2 separate regions of the Sus scrofa genome follow, and region 2 is linked to region 1. The links are chromatin contacts, called in public HiChIP or PLAC-seq maps. All regions are on one chromosome and are shown on one strand. The core of a region is the stretch at or near the end of the contact, and the rest is flanking DNA. Distances in the headings are between cores, read along the strand shown. Region 1 holds the start of CPEB4 (cytoplasmic polyadenylation element-binding protein 4). Region 2 holds the start of BOD1 (biorientation of chromosomes in cell division protein 1).

Region 1 (2,700 bases), core at 78-2,577:
TTTGTATGTGTATCCTCTATGCCAAATTTAAGTTGCTTGTTTGAAATGCCTTATTTTTAGCTAGCTCAAAGATCGCAGCTTATCACCCTAAATAGTTCAGATTTGGAATTCTGGTTTCTGAAACAAACAACAAACCCTAAAGAAAAATCTTAAAACATTGACATGAATCCAGCTGGGCTTATTTCTAGGAGGGAATAAAAATGAAGAGGGTAAAAAATCAAGTCTTTGGTTAGTAAAATAGGCGCTTTCTTTTTCCAAAGGAAAACGTACATGAATGACAAAAACACAGCTTCTCAAGCATCTATGAATGTAGAAGAATAAGCATTGCGCAGAGTAAAAATATATATATATATAATTTAACAATCACATATGGGCTTCTTCAGCAGTTTAGATTCACTCACATTAAAAATTAGAATAGGGCTAAAGGGAGAATACGTTCTTTTTCTTGGCAGCTTAGTTAAAAAAATCAGGAATAATTTAAGAACATTATATATTATATTTTATATATATAGATTATATTAGGTTATCTAGGGTGGGAGGCGAAATCAGCATTGACTAATGGAAAAATGATTGCAGGGAGGTTTCTGCTGTTCCTGGTCCTGTTTCTGCTCTTTCACGGGGTGCAGTTTTGGCCTCTGGGGCTGTTCCTGAAGCTCTGGGTGCAGGTCTTGCTGCGGGCGCTGTTCCTGGGCTCCCCCTGGCCTCCTCTCCCCCATGAAATGGGCTGGAAACACCCGTTTCTCCCACTCGAGGGTGTCGCGATCAGGAGGGATTAGCGAGACTCGACGAGGACGAGCTGGCGGCCCGGGGGTGCGGCGACCAAGGGGGCGACCTGGAAGGTCCTGCGGTTTCGGCCTCTTCCCCTCTCTGCGGCTCCGGGTTTTTTTTCCCTCATGGGACCCAGGGGCGGTTTGTTCAGTTCTCTCAGTTCGATTCTCCGCAGCGAGGGGGGTGGGGGGGGACAGGGAAAAAAAGGAAAAACCCACCAGCGCAGTTATTCCAAAAGAGAAGGACCTCCCCCCCCTTTGCTCTCTCTTTCCCCCCCCCAGATTTTTTCAAAAACTATAATTTAGAAGGCTTTTGTTTCTCCTCACGGTTGTGTGGGCCGTCGTCGTCGCCGCCGCGGTCGCTTTACCCCGGTCCCGAAGTCCCCGCTGTCGTTGTTGTGGACTCCGCCTGGCTCCTCTTCCTCTCTCCTTCTTCCTCCTCTTCCTCCTCTGCTGCCGCCGCTACTGCCGCCGCCGCCGCCACCGCCTCCCGGTGCCCGGGTCCCGCAGCCGCGGCTGAGTCCTTCTCCTCAGGACCGAGCCGAGCGAAATGACAACCAGCTGGAAAGACCGAGAGACACTTCCGGTTCGAAAAGGGAGGGGTGGGTTAGGGCATACGCCCCCGCCCACCTGACGAAAGGCCAATCAGCTGTTGGAATTCAGATAAGGCCACGCCCCCCGACTCACGTCCCCTCCCAGGAAGGTCGAAAAGTTACCTAGAGAGACGCCCCTTCCGTCTGCGCCTCGCCTAGTGAGGCTGGGCTCCTGGAACCGGGTCCCCCACCCAGAGTGAGCGCAGCAGGTCGCCATCTTTAGTATGGGCAGAGGACTCCTGCGCGGTTTATCTCGTCTAGCCATGCTCTGCTGGAAAGGCATATAAGGACGCGCGGAAGAGAACGGATTCCTCCAGCACCACGAGAAAGAGTTCAGACGTGGGAGATCCGAGTGGCGACCCATAAAACTGCGGACGAACGTGAGGACTGCCCAGAATAAATGTGGTTCCCCAGGCATCACGTACCTTGGTCGGAGCTCCGCCCCAGAGGGATCTGGAAGGGGAGGCGATTCTTCCCAGCGGCTGTGAGGTTCCTAGAACTGCGTACGTCCTTGTCCTGAATATAGACTCTTCCTTCACCTTCCATTCCCCTATCCCCACTCCTCTTGCTTGGTTTAGGCTCCCGTCTGGTGCAGTCTCAGGCACAAAGATACAGCCGCTGTCGGCGTCCTTGGCTGAGCCCTCATCCCCATCTGGCTCTAGTTCACCCTACCGGTTTACCAGAGGGAGATGTACAAAACGAAAATCTTTATTATGGACCTCACCTGCTCAGATCTCTCTTCAGCTGCCCACTACCTCCTTGGAAAAAACCAAACTTTTTAGCCTAGTAGTCAAAGATTTTCCACTCTGTGAGCAGTATATCTTAACACCTCATCTCCAAACGCCCCACACCAAGCTGCTCTAACTCTTCTCAGTGCCTTTTAAACCTTCCATTTCCTTTCTTCTCCACCTGGTAAGCTCCTATTTAGTTTTAGGAATCGGCTCAAAAGCTACCAACTCTGTCTTCTAAATTCCCTCTTATCAACATCCATGGCCCTGTGTATGTCTCATGCTTGTTTATCCCCTATTTTAATGGTTGCTTATGTCTCTTGGGCCTGTGGTCAACTGTGGCCTCTTTGAGGAGGGCACCTTGTAGACAGGAGTCATGAATGAATGAATGCTGAAGAAACTAGCGGAAAAACTAACCACAATGAAATCTTTCCTGAATTGCAGTCCCCTTTCCAAGTCTGAATTATTTCATTGTTTAGGCCATTTGTTTTGGACCTCACATCTCTCAAACTTTCATCATTTAGGTTATTTGCTGCACAAGGATTCCATGTCTTGTTCATATTTGTGCATTCCCATGGCTATGACCACCCTCAGGACCTAGGGTAATAATGC
Region 2 (2,909 bases), core at 299-2,798, 240 kb after region 1:
ATTAGCCTATAAATTATTCATTTTCGATTATAATCATTGGTATAAGAAAGAAGCTCTGAGAGTCTACATCAGTGAGACAAAACCAAATTAGGTCAGAGGGTTAGAAAAGTTTTCCCTGAAGAAAGAGAGGAAGATGTGCTGTGCCAAAATGGAGAAGAGACTGGTAGAAGTGATCAGGGAGCTTGGAGAAGAATAAACACCGGGTCCTTGCAGCCTGAATCCAGCCTCTCCTGGGGCTAAAGATGAGTGATAAGTGTGGGGTCAATTAGGAGGAAGAGTCATTAGGTCATCTCCAGGATGGTGAAGTATTAAGAGAGAATGTTGGTCATTAACTTAACCTTTGAGGAAGATTGAGCTCGAGTTAAAGGATGAACACCTGGATATTCATTTTGAGGGTTAAACTTTCTTAAATAATAAATCGTGAAATGGAAAGCATCTCAGATCTGTGTCTATTATGCCTCTTCCCAGGAGCCAAGGATATTGAAGAATTTATTATTTACATCCTCATCCACTGCTTATATAAGACGAGGAAATAATAGCAAACAGAATTGCCAGGATCCAGGCAGGAATTTTCAACAGGGGACAAAAGGCTGAAAGGAAAAGAGGATGCAGTGACAGCTCCAATGGTGAATTGTGGCTCCAAAAAAAAAAAAAAAAAAAAAAAAAGATAAATTAGGAAGAAGCCTTACCTAGAGTATGAGGACAGCTAGCTCTCAGGATGTAGTACACCTTAGGTTAAACATCACCAAGATTTGGATTCAGGAAATCTGAGTTCAAACCCTCCTCTTCCACCTGTAGCTTTGTGATTAGGGCAATAAACTAACTCTGTGCCTCAGTTTCTTCACCTGTAAAATAGCAAAAATAATATATGCTTTTTAGATTGTGTGTGTAAAGTACTTAGCATCATGCCTGGAATATTCCAATTACTCAATATCAGTTTGTTATTATTATTACTGACAATATTTAATATCTGGAAGGAAATACACATAAAATAGAGAATCAGGGAGACATTTCCACCGCACATTTTCCGGTTATTTTTCAATTTTCTAAAATAAGTATGAATTTCTATTAAAATCAGAACGGACGGGGGAGGAAACCCCATACATTTTTAAATAAAAGAAATCTGACTAGTCCACTGCTTCCCACATTTCCCGGGCCATATTGTTCAAGGGTGCGGGAATACATGTTAAAAACACAGATTCCTAGGCCCCGACCCAGAAACACTGAATGAGAATCTCTAAGGGACAAACCTGTTATTCTACACTTTCAATCAGCCTGGCAGACACTTCTTATACTCAGGCACTTTGGGGACGTGCTGATTTAGAACCAGGTGGCAGTAACCGGGCGAGAAGAGTCAGCCCAGGCTACAGCAATCGCGAGGGCCCAAGCCTTCAAGTCCCGTACTGCCTCGCAAACTGGAGATGGCATTCTGGAGGCTGCCGGGAGTTGTAGTTTTCTTTGGCCAGCCTTCTGCGTATAAGAAAGCCGGCGCTGACTGCAGGTAAACCTCCCGCCCCACAATGCAAAGGTCAGCGGCGACGTCATCCGAAGAGCGCCCGGAATGGGGAGGGCGATTTCTGCCGCCTTTCCCTCCGCCGCCGCTGCCTCCCAACGTGCCGGCGCCACCCCTCCCGCCGCCGCTCCCACCCTCGCCGCCGCCACCGCCGCCTTCTCTGGCCCCTCTGCCACCTGTACCCGACCCAGGCCCTCTGTCCCTGAGAGGAGGCCGTGTTCGGTCTCCTTCCTGGGCCAGGGGCACAGCCATGGCGGACGGTGGCGGCGGCAGCGGGGGCACCGGTGCGGTGGGCGGCGGCGGCTCGGGCCAGGCCTCGGCGGGGGCGGCGACCGGCGCGACGGGGGCTGGCGGAAGCGGCGGCCCCATCAACCCGGCTTCGCTGCCTCCCGGCGACCCGCAGCTCATCGCTCTCATCGTGGAGCAGCTCAAGAGCCGGGGCTTGTTTGACAGTTTCCGCCGGGACTGCCTGGCCGACGTGGACACCAAGGTAGCTGAGGCGCCTGGGCTAACGGGGGCCGGGTGGGCTGGGCGTGAGGCCATCGGGGTTGCAGCTTCACTTTTCCAAAGCAGAATAAAAGGTACCTTAAAAATCTCAGCAGCGAGGAGACTGCTTGGGGCAGTACAGCAAGCTTTCTGAGGGATGCCCACGTGGATTCAGCTCCCAACCCCATAACAATTCTGTGCGACTTAGGCCAGCTGCTACTCTGAATTTGGGGATGCAATACCGGTTTTCCATCCTAGACCCTGTCTTTCCCAAGATGGGATCCCTTTAAGCCTCTCAGTAACAAATCTCAATATGTTAAGAACAGCGATGAGAGAGCCAAGTGAGTAAGCCTGAATGGTTTGAACGCACAGTCGTCAGCCTATAATAGTTATTTGTACCCTTTCCAGGTCAGTGCAGACTTCAGTATGCATTTAATTAAGGTACATTGTTGTAGACCAACACCTGTGTTTTGGCCTTTATTATTGATTAAAAGGGACTTGGTGCTACTTTAGATCCTAATGGCATAGAGTAACAATGCTGTTTCTCACTTTGCCTTTTTGCCAAGGTTCATGTGTAGTCAGTGAAGTCATGTGTGTTAAGTGTCAGATGTATGATAGTTGCTGAAACGTTCATTTTCTCCCTTTTCAGAAGCTTCTCTTACAAGAGTTATAGGTGTAGATATAGAAGCTCTCTTACTGAATGGGTTCTTCTGGGGAGGTGATTTCTCCTGTTTGAGCCTAGTGTGGAAATATTTTGCCCACCTCACAAAAAAATTGCGGGCTAAAAACTGGGCCTTAAAGATAGGGAAGGACCTAGTCTGTTTACCCATTAAACATTTATTGGCGGGGTTTGTGGATACAGGAAGAAGCAAAGCTTGTATTCTAAAGTAGAAAACTGACACATAGACCG

Evidence for each region. HiChIP or PLAC-seq counts read pairs in DNA pulled down with a chosen protein or histone mark.
Region 2: a contact with region 1 is called in an H3K27ac HiChIP or PLAC-seq map of alveolar macrophages. The contact joins the promoter of BOD1 here to the promoter of CPEB4 in region 1. A contact is called at or near these places in 2 of 5 promoter capture datasets (fetal liver and liver), 3 of 47 Hi-C or Micro-C datasets (embryonic fibroblasts, heart right ventricle and liver) and 2 of 2 datasets of contacts at active chromatin or transcription factors (alveolar macrophages and skeletal muscle).

What each region holds. Positions count from the first base shown.
Region 1 is chr16:50,497,759-50,500,458 of Sscrofa11.1, forward strand. CPEB4 (cytoplasmic polyadenylation element-binding protein 4) reads right to left here and starts at 1,328. Exons shown (of 8, transcript XM_005657625.3): 1 at 1-1,328. It overlaps LOC110257261, which reads right to left. Exons shown (of 2, transcript XM_021076837.1): 1 at 1,484-2,700; 2 at 336-1,328. The coding sequence starts at 1,778. The coding sequence ends at 1,132.
Region 2 is chr16:50,732,962-50,735,870 of Sscrofa11.1, forward strand. BOD1 (biorientation of chromosomes in cell division protein 1) reads left to right here and starts at 1,549. Exons shown (of 4, transcript XM_003483847.4): 1 at 1,549-2,003. The coding sequence starts at 1,764. LOC102164818 (a long non-coding RNA gene) reads right to left here and starts at 1,509. Exons shown (of 11, transcript XR_002339638.1): 1 at 1,251-1,509; 2 at 690-845.